Linked DNA regions of Ovis aries: region 2 is linked to region 1. A link is a contact called in public Hi-C data. All regions are on one chromosome and are shown on one strand. The core of a region is the stretch at or near the end of the contact, and the rest is flanking DNA. Distances in the headings are between cores, read along the strand shown.

Region 1 (5,541 bases), core at 983-3,482:
ACTTGGAACAAATATTAAATCCAGCATCACTACACCATAGCCCAGAGTGACAACTAACCCTGACGTTTGGGAGGCGTCCGGTCTTAGGGAGCTCACCGCTCTCTGTTGTCAACGTCACCGTTCAACCTCCTCCACTCCTGTGTGGTGCCCCTGTCGGTGTCTGTATCTGTTAATATGTGTGTGTCCAGCTAAAAAGACAAACAGAACCCGCGGGCCAGCTCGGAGGGTGCGTGGAGAAGCCTCCCAACCTCTCCTGAGGGCTGCCCTTGGGATGGCATTCCGTCGTGTGCCTTATTCCTGGAGAATCTGTATACGGCCTGCCTATAGAGATATAGCCTTTTCATGCTCTATTAAAAGAACTTTGAAAAGCAAGAGAGGCTCCTGGGTTTCCTTGTCTACACAGAGCATCAGTGGGGAGCTGGACATTTTCACAGACACAGGAGGCCATGGGGGCGGGGGCCTTGGGGCTGCCCCTCTGGTCTCTGGGTGTCTGGGATGTCTTGTCTCACCTTGGCTCTACCCCGAGCATTCGCCTTCTCCCAGCCCCTCTGTCCCCAAGCAGACATTCTCCGGGGCGAGGGCCCTTCCCAGGCAGGGCCCCAGACTGGGCGAGATTGTCGGCACATTAGGTCACGGCTCGCTCTGCAGCGGGACTCCCGGTGACCATATATAGGAGTGAATCTTCCTTAGAGACGGCAGCCCCGGGCCTCCGCTGCAGCTCCCATTTGGCCTTCTCTCCAAGCGCAGGACTGGGGCCTCAGATGCCGAGTATCCCACAGTGAGCAGACTCAAGTGTCCGGGACCTCCTGGAAAGTCCCTGGGAGGGGAAACAGAGGGCCCTTCTTCTGAGCAAGGACCAGGCTGGGCTGTCTCGACGTGGGGCTCTCACCGAGGGCCACGGCTCACAGAGCCTGGAGCCACAGCCGAGTGAGCCTTAAGGAGCCCCCTGCATACGGAGCCCCTCCGCTCGGGGTCAGCGGCTTGTGGTTCTCAGCCTGACTGCTCACCAGCATCACCTGCGGAAGGCTTGATCCCACCCCATGGATGCTGAGACACGGACTTGGGTTCCCTGACGTTCTTAGAGTCCCTCATCAGTCCCACATGCACGCTTGAGAAGCACCAGGCTTGGAAATGGGCATTATGGTCCTGTGGGGCTGACAGGGATGGGAATGAGGAGACCATGGGCAAGGAGCTACACCTCCCCACAGGCCACCACATCCTCAGCTCTGTGCACTTGCTGCTAAGAATACACCGCCTGGGGTGTGGTGGGAAGTGGGTGGTAGGGGAGACTAGAAGTCCAGGTTGTTATGTGGAATTTTTAAATTTTGGCAACTAGTTTCCGACATGCAGTCCATGCCTCCAGACTGCAGCCTCTGAGATGGGGCAGAGAAAACAAGATGTAACTCCTTGGGATCAGGAAACACAGATGGGGAAGTGTGGGGAACAGGCAGGAACAGAGGTCCCTGACTCCAGAAACAGGATCCCTTGCCTTCTTTGGGGTGCACAGTGAATCCTGAAATCTATCAAGCCCTTTCCCCTTTTTGGCGCAAAGAAAGAATTCACTTTTGGGTGCCTGGCCTCAGGCTTCGTGAAATGGCAGCAGGGCAGATGGGCGTCATTGCAGCCCAGCAGTGAGCGGAGAGGGGATCCAGTCCGGAAAAGTGGGCAGGGAAGAGAATAAACCCCCAAATGAGGGCCTCTCCACCTGCAGCCCAGGGAGGGCTGCGCTCCCGGTGCAGGTCTAAGGACTCGGGGCCTGTCCATCTCAGTGGCCCTGTGCCCCGTGTCGTCGTGCTGGCTTCCAGATCAGTCCTGTCTCCCACAGCTGGGTGACCCTGAGCAGCTGCCCTGGCCTCTCTGAGCCGTGGCTTCCATGGGGATGTGCGGATAAGTCAGCCCAGCTTGGCAGCAGGGTGGTGGGTAGGAGGCCAGCACTGTGGATCACCTGCTCACACTGTCTGTGTGGCTCAGGCCAAAGGTCACACAGGGTGTCCACGGGGACACCAGGCCTCCAACCCAGGAAGCTGGTTCTCTTGTTCACTCGCCGAGCGACCCCGTCCTGGGCCTGAGGAGTCAAGTCTAAAACTCAATTTTCTGCCCTGTGTGTCCTGTGCACGCGCCCGTTGTTTTGCTTTGTTTTCTGTGGAAAGAAAACATCCAAGGCAAGCACAGCCTGCATTTCGACATCTCCTGGAGCCGTGGAAACCAGTAATTCCCCTGGACAGGAAGGATTTCCGGTTAGACTTAATGTCCACGTCCAGAAGCAGCTGGCGGCTGAGAGTAGAGAGAGCGGAGTCCATAGCAGAAAGGGGCGTCAGTGGACCCAGATGGGAGGGCCCAGCTCTGACCCACCCCTGCCTCTCTCCCCTTGGCGTCCCCCGCCACCCTCACACCCCTAGTTGAGGCCTCCAGAGAAAAGGGCTCGCTCGAGATCACTTGGGCGACAGAGCAGGATTTGAACCCTGAGGTATCACCGCCTGGTGCAGTGTTTCAGAGGCAGAGCCGGGGCTCAGCCCCGAGCAGCGTGCTGTGCCCACAGCTGCAGAGGACGAGGAGGGCTCCAGGGCAGAGGTGGTTTGGGGAGCGGGCAGCTCCAGCCTATGAAGGCCTTGGTGTAAGACACCAGACACAGGGAAGGGAAACCAGCCAGTTCCCCAGCGTGGAGCTGATGGAGACTATGTGCTCAACCGCCCCACCACCACCACCTCAGCACCAAAGGCCTTGGGGGCTCAGGGGACCCTCGTGGGGCCCAGACAAGGCTCCTAGCACCACCCTCTTCTTGAAACACATGCGTGGAGCCCCCGTGTCTTCATCTACGAGCTGGGGCACGTGGGACCGACCGCAGGCTTCAGAGGGCGCTCTGTGCCGAGGGCCCCTCCCCTCGCTGGCTCCCGCTGCCCTGGGCCCTGGCCTTAGGCACACGCCTCTCCTGTCCCTCGGGGCTCATATGTGCTCCTAACGGTCAAGGCAGGAGCCAGGGCAGAGAACAGTACAGCAGATGGGGAAACTGAGGCCTGGGGAAGGCCGCGATGCCCTAGACTGGCAGACGGGTCCTTCCATCTCCATGCCGTGTGCTTTTTCTGATTCCAGCCAGAGACTCCAGGTGCCTTTCCCCCAGCGTGCTCAGGCCTTCAGCAAACGACTAGGGGTGAGCCAGGGCTGGGCCCCGTGATGACCTGGGTGGGGAGTCAGGTCCTGCCTGCTCCCAGACAACTGGACCCCAGCTCCCCACAACCTAAGGTCGGGCATCCAGAGGCCACCCCAGCTGCTCCCTGGCCCGCCTCCCGCCTAGTGTTTGGAGGGGAGACGGGGCAAGAGAAGCTGACATGGAGGCGGTGACGACTGGGGAAGGGCTCCCGCAGCCAGAGGCAGGCGTTTGGTTGTTCCTGGAACTCTGGCTGGAGCCAGGAACAGCCTGTCCTCGGGCACAAAGGCCCCTCCTCACACCTCTCCACATTTCTGCAGAACGGTTAGAGGCTTGGGCTCGTGGTTTCCCATCTCTCTGTCACACACACACGTTCACATACCTCTTTGTACTTGCTTGCACTAACACATATCCACACACTGACACATGTGCACTCACACACTCTCAGACACACTTACACACACATACCACAAACATGCACGGCTGCAGCCCATTGGGAGTACTGAGGGGGTAGGGAGCCCCGAGGGCAGCCCCTCTCCCTGACTCCTGTTAGCCAAGGGTCACTTTTAGAGCGGAGGAAACTCCCGGCCAGAGGGCCATGGGCTTCATGTGACTCTGCCACCTTCCCCACAGGCTGTACCTCCCTGCCATGAGCCAGAGGGTCTCTGGAACCACCCCGTGGGTGAGAGAAGTCAAGCTCCAAATACAGGTCCAACACACTGACCGTAGCCTGTCCTCGTATTGCGAACAGTGGAGCGAAGTCATGTCTTGTCAGGTGTGACGAGGGCCCTGTGAAAAGTGGCCTGTGATGAGGGTTGTGCAAAAAGTGACCTCATCTGTTAGACACGCGTGTTGAAGGTGAAGCGAGACAGAGCCCAGGCTTTGGCTTTGTTCTCAAATAATCCAGAATATAGATGGGGGCTGCTGAAGCGAGACCGACAAAATGGTGACCACGTCTGAAGTGGGGATCCGGGACCCTGGGGATTCACTGCCCTACACGCTCTACTTTGTGTTCCACTCCTGGGCAGGAGATGAGCTCAAGGCAGCTGGACCAAGGAGGTGCGTGGGCCTCGTGGGGGCAGGGCCTCCAGACCTGTCCCTGCCCTCATGCAGCACCATCCCCCCACAGTCTGTGCAGCTGCAGCGCTGGTGTGGCCTGGCTCACCACAGGGTTAAGTGTGGAAGGAATGAGTGAGGTCTGCCCAACATCCACGTGCCAGCTGCTGGGCTGCGTGATCAGCACATGCATCGTCAGTCTTGGTCTTTCCCACGGCTCTGTGAGCTCGGTGCTAGCATGAGCCCCAGTTCACAGAAGAGGAAGCCAAGGTCCAGACAGGTTGACAGACTTGTCCAAGATCATATGGCTGATGACAGCGGAGCCTCTGCCTGTGCCCCTTCCCAGGCCCTCCTCCCATCTCTCAGCCCAGGGCTATGTCAGGTCCAGGGTTTAGTCCCTGCCTCTGGCAGCTGTGCCACCACCCAAGACAGCCAGGCGTGGGGCCGACCTGCCTCAGCCCCCAGGTCTCTGGGCCCCTCACACCTCACATGAGCCCGTCAGCTTTTCTGGGGTAGTCTGGAGCCAATAACCAGCTGGTGCAGCTGCTGCGGTGGTTACTGCACACCTGGGCAGAAGCTGGAACTCAAGCCAAGCCACGCAACACAGAACACAACCCCCAAGAGGTCTCTACCCCCTTCCAACCCTCTTGAAAACTTCCCTGGGGGCCTCTTTCCCAGTTGCAAGGGGAGCCCTGCTGCTACCTCCACTACCTCCAGGAGAGCCAGGCCGGCAACCTGTCCCTTCTCTCCTTGCACGATCATCCATCTGGCCCTCCCCTGCACCCCCTTCTCAGCCCTCCCCTGCCCCCACCTCAACCCTCCCCCCGCTGGAGCCCTGTCTTCATGCCCATTCCCCTCCCACAAGCTCCCTCTTAGTCCTGGAAGTGAAGGTCCACGCCAAGCCCTCCATGCTGGGAGCTGAGTAGCATCCTCCTCGCCCACCTGCTCAACAGCCCCCTTCCTCTGGTCACCCCCAGAGGTCAGGGCCCAGCCACCGCCGCCACTCTGCACCCAGCTACTGCAGCCTGTGGGGCAATTTGGGATCCAGATCCTGCCTTGTATGTCCGGGACTGTGGTACCTGCTGTGGCCTCCATTTCAGCACCCCTCAGTTCATCCTGGCAAGGACTCTGGGGTCAGATGACCAGACGCAGAACTGCGGCTTCACTATTCATCAGCTGTCGTCCGGAGCTGAGCGAGTTGCCTCCCCCACCCCAAACCCCAGGTTCCTCTCTTGTAAAATGGAACTGATACTGCCTGTCCCCTAGCTGAGGGTCACTGTCATGATTAAACACCTGGGATGTGCTTAAGCATTTTTAAGCTACTGCGGGGGTGACAGTTC
Region 2 (5,411 bases), core at 1,220-3,719, 170 kb before region 1:
CCTCCAGTGAAAAAACTGACAGCTGTACTCACCCCAGTGATCAAAGTCAGCATTTGAAAAACAAACACAAAAATGTTTAAACAGCCCGAAACGCCCCTACCCAGGTCTGACTGATGGCGGTCTTTGCCCAGTGCGTTTCTGTTGTGCTAAACAGGGATTATACCGTAAGGCACTACTGTGTCCTGTGCCGGAAATGCCATCTGCTGTGACACGACCATCCGGTGGAGGAGACAGCTACCACTTTGGCTCCCAGTTCACACTGAGCTCTCCTCCAACTGTCCGCTGCACTTAGAAGTAAGGCCACAATGAGCTAATTTCTAATCATTTTCTTCCTTGAGGGCAAGGCCTATGGCTTATTCCAGATGCCCACAGCACACAAGATTGCTATCAGCAGCATTGTTTCTATAGCCGAGAAAAGAGAGAGAAGCTTCTCTCAAGAAGATGCCCAACGTCAAACATCAGTGAGTCTGAAATCAGGACCTGGGTGTGGCAACTTCAATTTTAAGATTCAGAATTTAACTATCAGAAGCCCCCCTCCTTCCCACTCCTCCTGCAACAGAGATCAATTTTGTCAGACTGTCTCTGGCACACAGTGACGAAGAGGCACTAGTCTCTACTAGACACGCACATGTCACACAGTACGCTTTACATGGACCGCTTCCTTCAAGATCCAACACTTCTGGGGGTGGGATCATCTTAAGGATGATGGAACTAGGGTTCAGGGAGGTTTGAGCAAGCTGTGTGAGATCACATAGTGAGCAAATATCAACAGAAAAGCCAGAACTGGACCCCAAGTGGTGTGACCCCCGAGCCCTCGCTCTGAACCACCTCCCTGCGCTGCCTCCACCCTAAACCTGCAAGAGGTGGCTCGTCAGGGAGCCAGAGCCGTGCACCCTCCGGGGGTCTGGGCCCTGAGCTCTCCCTGATGGATGCCAGAGCCACGGGGCAGCTGGACTCTGAAGGCCAGGCCCCAGGCATTCATGTGGGGGTGGTGGTGCTGCGAGTCTCTCATGCTGACTGTGGACCCTCCTCTGCCAGCCACCTGCTCAACAGCAGCTGTGCTGGATGCTGGGATGTAGGGTGGGGCGAGAGCAAGGTCAAGACCCTCCCTGCCGTCAGGAGCTGACAAGCTGCTGCTGTGCGTGCAGAGGAACAAGGGAAAACTGAAGAGGGTGAGTAGAGGACCACAGGCGAGATGCCCATGCTTGGCTGAGGCCAAGCCCATGGCGCTGTGAGGAGGAGGAGCAAAGGGGATGGGGGAGCGGCCAGGGAGACAGCCCAGACGGCCCCCAGAGGCCCGTACCGTGATATCGTGGTACAGCGACTTGCCATACAGCCGCTTATACTCCGCTCTGATGTCCAGGAGGTCGATCTCGCTGCGAGACACCATGATGCGGATCAGGGTCCGGTCTTTGGTTCCGGCTCCCTAAAGAGAGTGGCCCAAGGGCATGAGCTGTGGACCTCCTCACCATCCAGTCCCCACCTTTCCTGGGCCCCAGGCCCCTCCCCGCCCTCTCTGGAGGAAGGCTGGCTCTCCTCAAGCTTCCTCCCCTGAGTAAGGTCCCAATCACAGAATGGGCTGAGGCACCCCCCTCACCCAGACCCTGCACCTGGGGATTACCTACCCTCATGGCCTTGTTGAGCCTTTCAGCAAAGAAGGCTGGGGTATTCTTAAGACATTTCACTGGAAGAGAGAAACAAAGCATAAGCTGATCTGCAGAAAACTCAGTCTAGCGGGGCATGGAGCCCATAGCCTCCTCTCAGAAGGCCGGCTGTCCATCAAACAACCTCTGCATCCATCTTCCTCCCCCCTCATCTCCTTCAGGCTCAATTATCCCACGATCCTGGCTCCAGCCCTCTGGAATAGAAACATGCAGAGCCTGGACACCAACGCAACCCCTTTCCTGATAACCAGTGTGATGGAGGAAGTTGTGTAGGGACGGAATGTGGACGGTGGTTAGGAGCCATACGGCTGCTCGAGCAGGAGGGGCCCCGCTGGGGATGGCGTGGTCCTTGGGGGGAAGGATGTCTGAGCAGAATGAATGTCCAACTGGGGTTCTCAGGCCATGACACCTACCATGGGGGACACAGGGAACCTGCCCCGCTCGGAGAGCTCCCAGAAAAGCAGAGCAGAGACAGACAGCCCGTGAGAGTCCCAAGTGGGTACAAAGAGGGGCCACACCCTCAGGTGGAGGGCTGGGGGAGGACTGGCCTGGAGCGTGCCAGGCCCTGCTCTGGAGGGCAGAACCCAGGCACCGTGGGAGGCGCACAGCGTCCTGGGAGCTACGCCAGCTTTCCTCAGCCAGGGCCTGTTTTGCTGTTGCAAGTAAAAAAAAGCCTTTCCACGTGTTTCCATCACAAACATCTGACAACTGCCTGCAGGGATGTATTTTTAGAGAAGACTTGGCAGGATATGAGTCATCTTCCTCCCGGAGAGCGGCTGGTCGTGCTCCCACTGGTGCTCACACTGCAGCTCCCTCCCGGGGCTGGGCTTGAAATATAAACAAGACCGCTGGGGGCACAACTACACAGTGATCCAGGAAGCAGCCTGATTTCCCACTGCGTAGGCAGCTGGATTTAACAATCTTGGACCCTTTCACTATGCTCGTCCTCAACCACAGGGTGGATGAGCACCCAGAAAACTCACAACACACCCCAGGCCCCAGGGGGCGGGCTGAGACACCTACCCACAGCCAGCATGCCCTGCTCCAGGTCCCCAGACATCTCCCGGCAGATGCTCTTCTCAATGTCACGTCCTGTCATTCTCTGATACTCGTTAAAAACTAGTGGGAAGACAGAGGAACACATTATGAACTGAATTCTGTCCCTGACGCTTGCCCCAAATTCTTGCGTTGAAGTGTCCCAACTCCCAGGACTTCAGAATTTAAACTGTACTTGGAGATAGTCTTTAAAGAGGTAATTAAGTTAAAATGAGGCCCTCAGCATGGGCCCGGATCCAATCTGACTGGTGTTTTTATAAGAAAAGGAGATTTGGATACACAAGCAAACACCAGGGCTGCAAACACAGAGCTAAGAGCATGCTCAGACACAGCAAGGAGGGGCCACGTGCGAGCCAAGCAGAGAGGCCGCAAGAAAAACCCTCACTGCCGGCACCGTGATCTTGGACTTCTGGCCTCCAGAACTGGGAGAAAACAGATTCCTGCTGTTTAAGCCACCCGGCCCGTGGTATTTTATTACGGTAGCCCGAGCTGACTCGGACAGGACGCGTGGTGAGAGCTCTGCCTCCTCCCAGAGCTCGCCTCTCCCACTCTGCTCCTGGCACCCGAGGCAGTCCCGGTGACCACGCTGGCCCAGCTCTCAAGTCTGCCGGTTCTTCACCCGAAGGCAAGTGCATTCCCCCGCCCCCCAGCCTGCTCACTCAGTCCCCTTACCTGCACCTCAATCCCCTGTCCAGGAGCCCTGACACCAATACGCTCTGCTCAGATTCACCACCTCCAATCCCGGCCCTTCCCCGTCATTCTGTGTCGGTCTTTCTTCATCTGACTGTAAGCTAACACAACTCTGGCATCCCAGCCTGCCCTGGGTTGGGCTGAGCACCCATGGGAAGCGGGCTGTGGGTTCCGAGAGGCAGGTGGAGCCATGGAGACCCGGGTCCTGACCTGAGCTCTGCCCCAGGATAGGACCCCCTTCCCCGGCCAAGCTCTCGGTTTCTCTGTTCTCCAAACTGCTGTCATTCAACTCGCGTGTCAGCATCATGGCTTCTCCCACCTCTGGACCCAACTCAGATCAGCTCCTCTTTTCTCCCGACTAGTATCATTCATGCAGCCCTGATGCGCTGTAAACATATCTCATGCTTATTAAAATGCACAGTGACCAAGACGAGCATGCGTGCGCACTTGCTCCACTGCAGGACAGTGCTGTGGAGGCAGGCAGCCCGAGGGCAAGCCCCAGCTCTGCCACGTTACCAGTTGGCTGCCTGAATTCCCCAGCTGCCCTTCACCCCATTCCTCATCTGTAAAGCGGGAGAATGGCGTCCACTGGCATTCATTAAAGGCTCGGTGCACGCACACAGTGGGTGCTGGAGATCCCAGCCCGCTGCTAGGTGTGGTCACCGTTCTCCATCCTCACCTGCCCTCTTCAGCGCTGACACTGCTGGCCTCTAGGACACCCCTTTCTCGGGGTGTCCCTCCTACGTCTCCTGCCCTGGCCGGAGCCCTGTCCTCAGACCGCTGTGCTCCCTCCCAGGGGGACCACTTGCAGTCCCAGGGCCTCAAACTCCTTCGACCCACTCAGCTCCCAAACTTCCACCTCTAGCCAGACCTCTCCAGAGCTCCGGGCTCACAGACCTAGTGGCTTCCACGGCATCTGTGGCTCCTGACCCCCTCCCCTCCTTAAAGCCTTCCACTCTCGGTCAAGGGCCCTGCCCTCTCCCACTGGCTCAGCAGGGACAAATCCCAGGGTCCTTTCCCTCTCTCACACTCCACAGCCAATTCATCTGCAAACAGGGCCAGAATCTGACCCCTGCTCACCACCTGCTCCTACCAGCTGTCCACACCACCATCACTCCTCCCCTGGACTGACTGCGGCCGTCTCCTAACTGGTTTCCTTCTTCACCAGAGACCTCGCCACTCTTCTCAGTACACGTGCCAGTACACTTGCAAAACCTAAGTCAAATCACAGCCCTCCCTCACACCGAGCCCTCCGCCGGCTCCCTGTTTTATTCAAGACAGACATCTAAGTCCACGCAACTGTCAGCAGGGCTTCCTCCTGTACAGCACAGGGCACTGACAGAAAAATGTATACAGGTGTAAAACCGATTCGCTTTGCTGTGCAACAGAGATTGGCACAACACTGAGTCAACTATATTTCAATTAAAAAAAGAAATTAAAAACTGCTCCCAAACAAACTCTGAAATTCCACATTCTAGCAGGTAAAGATACCCACCATCAGGAGGCCCCCCTTTCTCTCACCTTCCTTGCTTTCCTCAGAACCAGATTCCAGCACAGGCAGGAAACACGCTGATAAAATCCTGCAAATCACCACTAGGGGGCTCTTTCAAGGAAGCGAAAGGCCCACGCAGCGAGGAACTGCCAAAGGTTTCTGTTTCCTGGCACAGGGCAGCCAGCACAGCCTTACCTGCCACCAGGTGGGCCCGGCTCCGGGAGCACAGAATCGCATTGAACTTGGACTCATCTGTTCCCAGGCGGTTCTCCCCGGCTGCATAGAGCTCCTGGACAGAAGATGGACAGATAGGCATGCAGGCCTCACCCCCGACTCCAGGCCCACGTCACCTAGGACAGCTGGGCAGAATTTCTGGGCCCTGAAGCCCAGAGGGGAGGGAGAGGGGGACAGGGTCCCAGCTGAGTTCCATTCACTGTGCTAAGGCAGACGCCATCCACACATCCCCTGGGCCGGGAGAGCCTAGGCCACTGGGGTCCAGGACAGGCAAG

The links. Hi-C and Micro-C count contacts between places; a contact is called where the count stands out from the background.
Region 2: a contact with region 1 is called in a Hi-C map of liver, with 2.5 times the contacts expected there. The contact joins two enhancer-like sites. A contact is called at or near these places in 5 of 16 Hi-C or Micro-C datasets (liver, mesenteric adipose tissue, muscle and 1 more).

Annotation. Positions count from the first base shown.
Region 1 is chr25:34,169,317-34,174,857 of ARS-UI_Ramb_v3.0, reverse strand. All of the region lies in intron 3 of ZCCHC24 (zinc finger CCHC-type containing 24), which reads left to right. Among named protein-coding and RNA genes, the nearest start is that of PPIF, 17 kb to the right of the region's middle. Within about 2 kb of position 2,232, at least 14 of the 54 cell types and tissues checked have an H3K27ac peak or open chromatin away from gene starts, as enhancers often do. A contact at or near this core is called in liver and muscle, where this site is marked.
Region 2 is chr25:34,339,834-34,345,244 of ARS-UI_Ramb_v3.0, reverse strand. It overlaps ANXA11 (annexin A11), which reads right to left. Exons shown (of 15, transcript XM_060406544.1): 12 at 5,098-5,191; 13 at 2,688-2,783; 14 at 1,626-1,684; 15 at 1-1,426. The coding sequence ends at 872. Among named protein-coding and RNA genes, the nearest start is that of PLAC9, 20 kb to the left of the region's middle. Within about 2 kb of position 2,469, at least 25 of the 54 cell types and tissues checked have an H3K27ac peak or open chromatin away from gene starts, as enhancers often do. A contact at or near this core is called in liver and muscle, where this site is marked.